Linked DNA regions of Anser cygnoides: region 2 is linked to region 1. A link is a contact called in public Hi-C data. All regions are on one chromosome and are shown on one strand. Each heading gives the region's core, a stretch centred on a gene start, on an enhancer-like site or on the middle of the called end of the contact. The rest is flanking DNA. Distances are from core to core; before and after follow the strand shown. Region 1 holds the start of KLHL15 (kelch like family member 15). Region 2 overlaps APOO (apolipoprotein O).

The links. Hi-C and Micro-C count contacts between places; a contact is called where the count stands out from the background.
Region 2: a Hi-C map of liver shows a contact between it and region 1, with 1.7 times the contacts expected there. The contact joins the enhancer-like site here to the promoter of KLHL15 in region 1. A contact is called at or near these places in 2 of 7 Hi-C or Micro-C datasets (both in liver).

The regions. Positions count from the first base shown.
Region 1 is chr1:126,796,859-126,799,715 of Taihu_goose_T2T_genome, reverse strand. It overlaps KLHL15 (kelch like family member 15), which reads right to left and starts at 1,271. Exons shown (of 5, transcript XM_048045963.2): 1 at 1,108-1,271. It overlaps EIF2S3 (eukaryotic translation initiation factor 2 subunit gamma), which reads left to right and starts at 1,537. Exons shown (of 12, transcript XM_066980719.1): 1 at 1,537-1,714. The coding sequence starts at 1,646.
Region 2 is chr1:126,860,272-126,863,104 of Taihu_goose_T2T_genome, reverse strand. The region is part of intron 7 of APOO (apolipoprotein O); the gene reads right to left. Among named protein-coding and RNA genes, the nearest start is that of SAT1, 23 kb to the left of the region's middle. Within about 2 kb of position 1,339, at least 1 of the 3 cell types and tissues checked has open chromatin away from gene starts, as enhancers often do. A contact at or near this core is called in liver, where this site is marked.

The sequences.
Region 1 (2,857 bases), core at 22-2,521:
CCAAATTCAAGTACTACATCGTGTTCTCACTATAATTTGTATATCTGTCATAAGCATATATTGTTTTTCCCAAAAGCAAGATATTTACAATTCTTATGTAAAACATCATGCGGCCTGATGGAAGACTAGAAATTAAAATGTGTTTTATTTTTGTGCAGAATTACTGGGTTGCAAGACATAATACATTTTGTCACTGGCAACATCATTACTGTACGGTTTCTTACCACACTCTTGTATTCTTTTCTTCAAAACAAGACTGCTGGCAATGTATTTACTATTGGTATATAGAGCAGAAGTCACTCCTGGATCTTGTATCAGGAAAGTATGGAAATAGTATTTGTGAAAGTGGGAGGTTACGCGCGTTGTTAAACCAGGCATACCAGTTTTGTACAGATTTCCATCATCGCGTTTCAATCACACGTGTACTGTGTGCCCGAGACCTATTGTTTTCACCCAAGCAGTTAGCCAGGCAAAATCTGGGAACCTCCACATTTTCCAGTAAGCAAAACCGCTGTTGATGAATGTGGATGCATTTGACAGTGGTTACTTATTGTGAAACCAGTTGCTCTGGTCATTGAAGAAATCCTATTACAGTAGCAATATCCCCTAGGCCTTTAAGAAGTTCCCATGGAGAAGAAGTCAATTCAACTCCCCATGGGGGAGGGTTGTGAATTTGGCGTTTAGTCTCTGTTAAGTCTCTAAAATGGATGTCAGCACTGATCAGGGATTTTATTCCATTTTTAACACGTTTACTTTGTAAACACGTTTTAACACGTTACGTTGCTGAACACAGCATGCATTTGGTGGGGGTTTTGGGCTGTTTGGTGTAAAAAAAGCTCATGTCTTGGAGCAGGGCCTTATATCAGTTCTCTACAGGACTCAGCCTCCAGAAGCCAGTAACAAGGGAAAGGCTGACATTCAAAATCGCATTAGGCTGATGGCCAGCGGAGATTACCAACACATGCACAGCGACATCTTGCCGTTAAAGCCGGCGAGCTGATCAGCCGCCGAACCGGGTGCGCTCACTTGCAGCGCACGCGTGGCTCCGTCGCGGGGGAGGCAGCCCACCTGCCCGTCACGTCGCGCCCCTCACCGCCCCCAACACACCTCCATGTCCAAGCCGCTAGGCGCGCAGTGACAGACGTTGACGTCTTCACCCCCCCCCCGTCCACGGCGATGCCCGGTCCCCGCGGCGGCCGTTAGAGCGGCCGTTAGAGCGGCCGTTACCTCAGCGCCCCACGCGCCGCCCCTCCCCCTTCCCCTTCCCCTCAGCCCGCGACCGTTATCCGGCGGCGGGCGCCCGGCGCACGCGCGCCGCTCCCGCCCCGCCCGCCCCGCGCATGCGCGAAGCCCTCGGCGCCCCGGCGGCGCTGCCGCACGCGGGGCCGGGTTGCATCACCCGGCGGCAGGGCGGCGGGGGCCTTCCCGGGGCTGCCCCGCGCCGCGCCTGAGCCGCCCCCTCCCCGCGGCGGTGCTGCCGGGCGCCCCGCTGCGCCCACTGCGCCCACTGCGGGGCGGCCCCGCGCCGGGCCCTGCCCGCTGGGTTGGGGAGCGCCGCGGGGCTCGGTGAGGGCGGCGGCGGCGCGGAGCGGAGCCGGGGGTCAGGCGGCCGCGCGGGCAGCCCCGGCTTCCTCTGGCGGCCAAGATGGCGGGGGACGAGGCGGGGGTGACGCTGGGGCAGCCGCACCTCTCCCGGCAGGACCTCGGCACCTTGGTGAGGGAACGGGGCGGGACGGGCGGGGGCCGGGGCCGGGGGCCGGGGGCCGGGGGCCGGGGGCCGGGGGCCGGGGCCGGGGGCCGGGGGCCGGGGCCGGGGCCGGGGGCCGGGGGCCGGGGCCGGGGCCGGGGGCCGGGGGCCGGGGCCGGGGCCGGGGCCGGGGCCGGGGCCGGGGCTCGGGCTCTTCCCCGGTCTCCTCCCGTGGCCGTGCGGGCCTTCTTTTTAGCCTCACACCCAAATACGTGGATCTTCCTCAGCGTAATTTAACCTTTTTGTGCCGTAACTAAGCCTGTTAGTCTCTGCCAGTGAAACTTGGCCGTCTTAGTCTCATGCTTAAGTACGTTAATTCCGTCAGTGGAGTTTGTTGATCGTTTCAAAAGGCTTCTGAGCCTCCTCCCCTCGCTGCTGGGGTGTCGCTGCTGGCCCTCTTCGGCCCTTTTTTCACTCCTTTCCTGCCCTTTTTTCACTCGGCCCTCCAGTGCGGCCCCACAAGCTGGCCGGAGCTCGTAGTTGAGCTTAGCGTCATGCCGGTCTCGAAGAAGAAATCGCGTGCGCGCCTCATTGCCTGCTTGCGGAACGAGTTCGGCGGTGACAGGGTTCGCACCGAGCCGTGCGTGCCCGTGGTCCTGCGGCGCAGTGCCATCTGCAGGTCGCCGTCCCGCCGCTGGCCTCGGCCAGCCTGGCCGCCCTAAGGCAGGCGAACGAGAAATACAAATGTGACCGCGGTAGGTGGGCAGAACTTGCTTTGCGCCCGAACGTTTTATTCGTGTAGTACTCGAGAATATAGTGGGTGATATTACAAGGTTACGGTTAACTTTATTTGGTTGTTATGTAGAGAACCTGCCTGCATAGCCCTGTAAACACTACGGGATTTCACAAATACTTACATCCTGGCTTGCAGTGAAGGCTTCCTGGCTTTGTGGAATCTTCCCTTGAAGCCAGCAGCTCCTCCATATAAATTCAGTGCAGTCGCTATACTGAATGTATTTGGCCAGGTGCTACCAGTAGGTTCCAGCAGCATTCTGCTGAGGACGACAATTTTTTTTTTTTCTGATGGGAATAACAGTATTTGAGGAAAAAGTTCTCATTCAAAAAATCAGAACAAAACCGTGGTGTTAATGACGTCTCTGGACCTACTTA
Region 2 (2,833 bases), core at 90-2,589, 63 kb before region 1:
ATTCTTTTGATCACTATCCTGGATATTTCATAGCAAATGAAATCATATCCATGAAGCACACCCATTTCAAAGTAATGACCTACTCCATAATCCTCCCAGTACAGGAACTTACAAATTACGACATTTTACAACTCACAATGAACAATCTGACTCATGATGCCTCATCTCAGGGATTACTCAATTCTGAACAAAAGAACTAAAAATATGCTGTTCACAGAGGGGCTCTGTGTTCTTCCACTTGCTTGTCTTGACTTGTGGAAAAAAAAAAATTACCACCACCCAGGTAAAGTATTTCATCCTAAAAACAAACAAACAAACAAATAAAAAAAAAACAGACCAAGACAACTAGCAATAAAACCTGTGGGAAAACAGGGGTTTTGCTCAGTTCCTTAGTATTTGTGAGACTGGTAGGTCTCATCACAGGGCTTGTCTTTGCTGATCCATCAGCCTGAGTTCTGGGCTCAAATCAGCCCGCTGCTCACACACAAACTCATCTGCTCAATTAGCAATTAAGAAGGTCTTTTAACTCCATCTGCTGTACGTGCCCACTACATCAACACAGAGTGAGCGAGACTGATAAAGCAGTAATATGGGTAGCCAGAAAAAGAAGTCCTTTGAGGTGGCAAGGGAAGCGAACACACCTAATTTAACAAAGTGTCAAAGTCCTCAAGTCACACCCAAAACAAATCAGAAGCAAAAAACGTGCCTAGATCAACGACCCGAAAGACCGCCTCCCCCGTGGCATTCTCATCGTCAGAAGCAGGCACGTATTCAAGACACAGTCCTTCTACTTTCTGCCGGAACACAGCCACTTGGTAACGCATCTGGGTGGACAGAGTTCACGCGTCAGAGCCGTACCCCGCAGCAGGAGTGGAAACGTTTTGCATTCTTACGCAACTGCGAGCTTCAGCTCAACGGTGACTGGTAACAAATCTCCGTAACACATTCATAAAGTCTTCAAGGCGCTGGGATTCCACAGGATTAAGAAAAAATCATTATTTGAAATCCAAGATAATACTGGAATTAAGGGGACTGTACACAACGCTCTTTATAAAGCTTTAATACGTAAGTGATTAAAAAAAAATGTCAGCTTAGCTCACTGTGTCTAACAGACACGGATCGAGACCTAAACTTTAAACAAACTTCAAAAAAAAAATTATTTCTATCCAATTTTACTTACATATGAAAAAAACAGTCCAAAAGGAACTTAGCCAGCATTTTTGGTTGTTTTTTTAATTAGACTTTCTCCTTACATTACAGCCTACTCTGATGCAAAAGTCAGTTTCTGTTGCTCCCTCTGAACGGGAGCAAGCAGATGGCTGGGCCCCTTTACAGCGGCACCTAACCACAGAAATTATAACCCTAAGGAGAGGCATACGTGTCTCTTATGTTTATGGAAAACTCTTTAAAGGTAGAGTCTGGCCACCAGAAAAGAACAACAGTTACAAAAGAAAAAACAAAGCATTCAGGCTCACAGATTAATAATTTACCCTTTCTTCTGTCTCTTTTGTTTGCAATGTACTGCTTAGAATAAAGATAACATCACTGTTTAACCTTATTCATCCTCTCCTAGTCAATCAAAGACAACATGTTCTCAGTTTTGTAATTTTAGTTGAGGCTGAAATTTACTCTCTTAGAAATATGGAACACTTTAAAAATATTACCGTGTTTTAAGTTGCTCTGAAAAGCACAACTTTATGTAGGGTGGATTCTTCCTTTCCCACCTCTTTAACACTTAAATTCATCACCGCCCAAACTAACAGGTAATAACTTTTACAAGTTTTACTCTGTTGTTGTTCTTAGTACCAAAAGCGAATGTGCGTGACACCATTTTCTGTCCACAGTAGATGTTTATCATTTAGATCAGATGACCAAACTTTTGCTGTTTATCTATCTATCTATATATATCAGCCACTCGTGTTGTATTTTAAAAGATACTAAAAAGACAATTTAGGTCTGCTATGATCACAGTTTATGCTGTTCACAGTAAAGCTACCCAGTCAAGACGCCGACACCACAACTTCCACTTTCATCATTTCCTTAAGGCAAGTACAGGAAACAAGCCCACCGAGGCCGAGCAGTCTTTGCACTTGGAAGCACTCTGTCACCAGCAGACACTTAATAAAATACCCAAACAGCTGTGCTTAACTAAGCGTGTGTACATACATACCTACATAAGTACTTACGTTATGTATACGCAGAGAGTATTGGTAAATCACAGATGGTTTCTACCAACAGATCAGGAATGAAAACCAAACAATAAGCTGTAAGAGTTTCTTTTTTTTTCTGAAGTTGTTTAAACAACCACGTGACAGGCAACAAAGGAAGAAATACAGTAAGAAGCAGTCTTCTGCAAGATCTTATTACTCATTGGAAGAAAGTGGGGAAGAGCACGCAAAGAAATGAACAGGGACTGAAAAAAGGGGATGTTTTTAGAGCTCTAGCGCTGTTCTGCCACTTTGGTAAAAACAATGGGTGCCTGATTCAGTGTCACGGCAAGAGGAAGAATCCAAAATAGCTGAAAATACAGCAAAACACTGATTAGTGTAAAGAAAAGACAGAGCTGACCGAAGAGAATGCTTTTTCGATGTGTTTCAGTATGTTTTAGCTCACTGGCTGGAGCAAAACCTGGGTCTAAGCGAGTTGGTATCAGAACACAAGCCTTTGTCACTTGAAGATGAAACCACTGTAGTACAAGAGCTGACAACCCTACAGTACAGTACAAATGACAGAAGTATAGAGACCAGAGGCAGAAGAGGAAGGGCAGGAAGGCTGCATTTCACAACAGTAATCATCAAATGAGCTGACTGACAAACAAACAAGTCATCTGTAT